Linked DNA regions of Sus scrofa: region 2 is linked to region 1. A link is a contact called in public Hi-C data. All regions are on one chromosome and are shown on one strand. Each heading gives the region's core, a stretch centred on a gene start, on an enhancer-like site or on the middle of the called end of the contact. The rest is flanking DNA. Distances are from core to core; before and after follow the strand shown.

Region 1 (2,700 bases), core at 126-2,625:
AGTGGCTGCCACTTGCCAGAGGTCACGGGACAAAGTCAGGGATAGAGCTGGTGGTCCTGCCTCCAGTGTAGCCACCTGCCTAGCTGCCCCCTCACCTCCAGGTATTTCAGAGCCTTGTCCACGTCGCCTGGGTTAGAGAAGAAGCCAGCCCAGAGAAGAGTTGGTAAATAGATAAAACTCCCAGGTCTTTATATGTTCAAAGTGGTGCTTGAATCAGCCACCTTTCTCTTCATCTCACAGAACAGGCTTCAGGGTGGCCACTCATAGCTGGGCCCAGAGGATCCCGGACTTCATATCTGGATTGGCCACACAAATTTCAGCACTTCATAGCTTGAGAGTCATTTTTCTGGGTGGCAGTGGGTTTAGAGAAGTAACCAGAGCCCCCAGTCTTGGGCCCTACAGAAACTCTCTAGAAGGAATTTTGGAGGGAGCAGGGCAGCATCTACTTCTAACTCCTCCCCTCCTCCCTGGAGCCCCCCCTGTCCTCCCCCAGGCAAACCTAGCCTGTCCTCCACCCCCAGGCTGCCCGGCCCAGCCCTTTACACCACGTGGCTGACTGTGTTCACTCCCTCGCTCCCCTGCTGGCTGGGTTCCCTCTTCCACGAGCTCCTCGGGCCAGGCCTCTGCCACTGCCGATCGGGGTCCATCCCTGGGCTCAGCACAGTCTGGTACACACTTTCTCTCCTTCCTCCGAGGCTCAGAGAGGGCAGCGGCTTGCCCAAGGCTATACAGCACCCGACCTCTGGCCTGGCCCCCAGGGCCCTGGCACCAGCTGGCATGGAGCAGTGCTCCAGGCTCCTGGGCCAACCTGGGCCACATCCTCACCCAGCCCCTCACCCAGTGGGAACGATCTCAAGCCCCTTGATTCCCCTTCAAATCACGGACAGGCTGACCTGCTCCCCACTAAACCCACCTCACTGGCATAGAACTGGGAGGGGATGAAGCGAGAACACACCTGATGTGGACACAGCCACCCCCTCGGGGCCTGCCTGCTCTCCCTCAGCCCATTCACCACATCTGCCTCACTGGGGAAAGGTGCTGGGGCTCAGCCACACCCCGGCCAGATATCCTGGGGCCCTGATGGTGGCAGCAGAGACACGGGGGCACAGGGAGCCAGGAAAATGGTCCCCCAGCTGGGTCCTAATAATGGCCACTGCGGGGTGAGCACCTGGGGTGTCAGGCTGGGCGGTGGTGGCTCCTGCACACCTTCGTGCTCTTGCTGGGGCTCCAGAGGCCAGCCGGGGACACGAGCAGACCACGCTCCCCACGGCCCTGGCCTTGACCGAGGCCACACGGCAGAGCTGCCCCAGAGCCAGAACCCACAGCTGCCAGGGCCTCCCCCGCGGCCTCCTCCCGCCTCCCCTCCACTTGGCCCTGGGCTCCCCGCACCCTCTCTCTTGACTCCAGGTGAAGCCAGAGGTCCTCAGCCACCCCGAGCGGTCCTCTCTCATCTACTCGGGTCACCCGTTCATCGTGCCAGGAGGACGCTTTGTCGAGTTCTATTACTGGTGAGCGGCCAAGAGCTGCGGGGGTCGGGGGGCTGGGGCCAGCGGGGCGTCCCAGGCGGGGTGGGGGATCCTGAGCTGTCCTTCCCCCAGGGACTCCTACTGGGTGATGGAGGGTCTGCTCCTGTCCGAGATGCCAGGGACGGTGAAGGGCATGCTGCAGAACTTCCTGGACTTGGTGCAGACGTAAGAGGCCCGGGCATCTCAGCCGGGGTGCAGGAGGGGCAGGGCCCTGGGCTTGGGCCGGGATCTGCCTGGGCTCGGGGCGGGGGGTGGTTGCAGTGGGGGCAGGGGTGTCAGCGGCCCTGTTCTCGGCAGGTACGGACACGTCCCCAACGGGGCCCGCGTGTACTACCTGCAGCGGAGCCAGCCCCCGCTCCTGAGCCTCATGATGGAGCGCTACGTGACTCAGGCCAATGACACCGCCTTCCTCCGGTGGCCACCCCGCCCCCTGCTGCCCTCGCCCCCCTTCCTGAGGCTCCCTGGGGCGGGGCGGGGCGGGGGCTGAGCTGGTGCCTGGCTCCACCCCAGGGACAACCTGGAGACCCTGGCCTTGGAGTTGGACTTTTGGACCAAGAACAGGAGCATCTCTGTGAGCTCTGGGGGAAAGAGCTACGTCCTGAACCGCTATCATGTCCCCTATGGGGGACCCAGGTGAGGCCGTGCCTGGCCAGCCCTTCAGTCTCTTGTGTGTTCACTCTGGTTTGAGTGGCCAGACTCCCCTGGTGATGGTGATACTGAGGGCCTGGGGGCCTGTGTTCCCAGGAAAGGGGTCCCAACTATGCTCTGGGGGCAGCGTGGCACTGGCTAGATGCCCTGTTGTGCATCACCCCTTTCTTGGAGGTCCAGCCCTGGCTCTGGGCCATCGCTGGGGCAGGAGACACCCTAGGGGGCCAAGGAAGCAGGCAGGACCCCACCAGGAGTTGGGGCGGAGCCCCAGCAGGGGAGATGTGAACAGCTCTGTCTGCAGAGGCAGTGGAGGAGCCCCCTGGGGAGGACTCCCAGAGGTCAGACCACTGTGGAGCCTGCTTCTTTGCAGCTTGGCCACCAGCCAGGCTGGGGCAGGAGAGAGGGCTCTCCTCCTCTCGCTACCCTCTCCTCTCAAGGCAGGGCCTAGAGCAAGACAAGGGAGCCTCACAGTCCCCTCCCCCGGCCCTGCTCAAACCACAGCCACCTGTAGATCAAAAACAACTTT
Region 2 (2,700 bases), core at 162-2,661, 220 kb after region 1:
GGAGAAGCGCTGACCTGAGACCCTCCTCCTCTCTGCTTGGGCCCATGAGTTCTACCTTTATTGTCACCTCGTGCTCATACCCCAGGCTTTGAGCCTACCCTTCCCACCATGGGGGAAAGGACACAAGCCCACCAGCCCCTCACTTCCCTACCAGGACCCTGGCCCTCCTCTGGGACTGGAGAAGGACAAAGAGGACCCCCTCTGTGGAGGTCTACGACCTCTCCTGACCAAGTAGTCCACTCACCACAAGTGGCTCTACCTCTCTGAGTCTCAGTTTCCACATCCACAAAAGGTGGCCAATGCTATCTGCCACCCAGAATGGCTGTGAGGGTGGAGCAGGCAAAGCCTCTGTGCCATCAGAGAAATTGTGTCTCTTTTTCATTTTCTCCCAGTGGGTTTCTTTCTCGTCTTTATTCTTTTTTTTTTTTTTTTTTTTCCTGTCTGTTGTATTTTTAGGGCCGTGCCTATGGCATACGGAAGTTCCCAGGTAGGGGTCCAATGGGAGCTGTAGCCCCGGGCCTACGCCACAGCCACAGCAATGTGGGATCTGAGCCACGTCTGCAACCTACACCACAGCTCACGGCAACACCAGATCCTTAACCCACTGAGCAAGGCCAGGGATCGAGCCCACGTCCTCATGGATGCTAGTTGGGTTCGTTAACCGCTGAGCCATGATGATAACTCCTCTTTCTCTTCTTTAGTCTCAAACAGTTCAACAAAGGTTGCTGACCAAGGCTGATCGTGCCCACCCCCCAGCCCCCCAGACTGGGCCAGTGCCCACCCCTTGGGTCTCTCTGGAATCCTGCCCAGCATCAATTGGCTCCACTCTCCAGGAGGATGGGAAGCCCTGTGGCCCCTGGGACTCACACCCCTCTGCATCTCCCAGAGTGCAGGACCTGGCCTTCAGGAGACACCAAGAACTGGCTCCCCCGGCTCTGCTGCCCCCACCCCCTACTACCAGTTTCTCTCCCATTCCTGCCCAGTCCAGGCCCCCTGGGGTTACTCTCCTCTCTCTGTACACCAGTGCAACCTCAGAACCTGCTTCCCTCCTGGGAACACCCACTACCACGTGGGAGAAGGGGTCGTCTAGGGGTTGGGCCCCAGATACACTTGTAAGCAGGAACACACGAGCCCTTACATGTGGGTGTCCCGGAAGAAGGGGGTTTTCCACCCCCCGCTTTAGTCACCCTGCCCCTCTGCAGCTGCCTGAGCCACCAAGACCCAGCCAAGGTCTCCTGCCTTCTGGCCTGAGGGCCAGCTCCCCATCCTGAAAAACCTGTCTGGGGGCCTCCCCTGAGGCTGTAGGGCCCAAGGGGCAGGTTGAACAGGATTCCCCTCTGGCCCCTCCTACCCCCAGGACAAAACCAGAGCCCCAGGACAGGGCCTCACTTGCCTCAGGAAACCACAGCTTGCCAGCACCCAGCCCAGCACCAGCCCAGCTATGGCATCCCCATTGCCTGTCCGGACCTTGCCCTTGATCCTGATTCTGCTGGCTGTCCTGGCTCCTGGGGCTTCAGGTCTCCACCATCTCTTGCCAGGGTGGGGAGGGGCTCGGGGGTCTGGAGGGGAGGCACTCTGCCTCAGGGCTCTCAAAGCTGGCCGACTAGTCAGTTGGTGGTCGGGGACTGATGAGGGCAGTGACCAGGCATCAGTCACTGGGCCCAGGGCACACTCTTGGTCCCCTTCCCGACCCATGGGGCAGGGAGGTGTGGGGAAGGATCCAAAGCTTTGGATAGGGGTGGGGTTGGGCCCTGCCCCCTCCTGGCACCCAGGGTCTGGCATCTTGGTGGAGCACCCAGCTTCTGCAGCCCAAGCCTGCCACCTGGTGGTCAGAAGGGCAAAGACTTGGGTTCTGCTAATGGACTGCAGAGTGGAATAGAGGCTTCAGCCTTACAAAGGTCCCCCTCCAGGGCATGGGCGGGCAGAGAGGGGTAGATCTGAGGGCGAGAGGGGGATGGATTCTCCCCTGAACTCCCTCCTGTCCCTCCAGCCAACTTCAACATCTCAAGCCTCTCTGGTCTGCTGTCCCCTGCGTTAACTGAGAGCCTGCTAGTTGCCTTGCCCCCCTGTCACCTCACAGGGGGTAACGCCACACTGATGGTCCGGAGAGCCAACGACAGCAAAGGTCTGCTACCCCCTCCCAGGCATTCCCTAGTCCCCAGAGATCCCTTCCCGGGACACTCCCAGCATCCCCTTCCTTCTCTATCCACCCCCTTCTTGGACCGTCCATACTAAATACTGCTGGTCTCTCTGCCTCCAGAAACTTGACCTTGCCTTTTGCTCCCCCCCTCCTCCCACCCATCCCTGATTCCTAGTGGTGAAATCTAGCTTCATGGTGCCTCCATGCCGTGGACGCAGGGAGCTGGTGAGTGTAGTGGACAGTGGGTCTGGCTTCACAGTCACCCGGCTCAGTGCATACCAGGTGACCAACCTTGTGCCAGGAACCAAATACTAGTAAGTACCAGATCCAGACCTGGGGAACCTAGGGGAGGGGTGACAGGAGGAGAAGCTGGGCCTGACTTTTGTGGTGGTGGTGGGATGTGGTCAGCATGGGGGGAGAGCGAGGGCAGCTAAAGGGTTCAAGAATGGGCCTCTCTTGGGCACCCCAGGAGGCACAACTGTGGAGGAGGAAGCCGGGGCTCCCTCTTACCCTCTGTCCCACAGACTCACTGAGGATTCTCTTCTCTCTCTCCCAAACCT

Evidence for each region. Hi-C and Micro-C count contacts between places; a contact is called where the count stands out from the background.
Region 2: a contact with region 1 is called in a Hi-C map of epiblast stem cells, with 2.8 times the contacts expected there. The contact joins the promoter of UPK2 here to the promoter of LOC102160985 in region 1. A contact is called at or near these places in 2 of 5 promoter capture datasets (fetal skeletal muscle and liver) and 18 of 47 Hi-C or Micro-C datasets (alveolar macrophages, embryonic fibroblasts, epiblast stem cells and 9 more).

Annotation. Positions count from the first base shown.
Region 1 is chr9:45,980,874-45,983,573 of Sscrofa11.1, forward strand. It overlaps LOC102160985 (trehalase-like), which reads left to right and starts at 1,376. Exons shown (of 4, transcript XM_021062946.1): 1 at 1,376-1,508; 2 at 1,599-1,691; 3 at 1,824-1,940; 4 at 2,037-2,700. The coding sequence starts at 1,615. The coding sequence ends at 2,163.
Region 2 is chr9:46,199,101-46,201,800 of Sscrofa11.1, forward strand. It overlaps UPK2 (uroplakin 2), which reads left to right and starts at 1,412. Exons shown (of 5, transcript NM_214012.1): 1 at 1,412-1,517; 2 at 1,994-2,125; 3 at 2,316-2,454. The coding sequence starts at 1,442.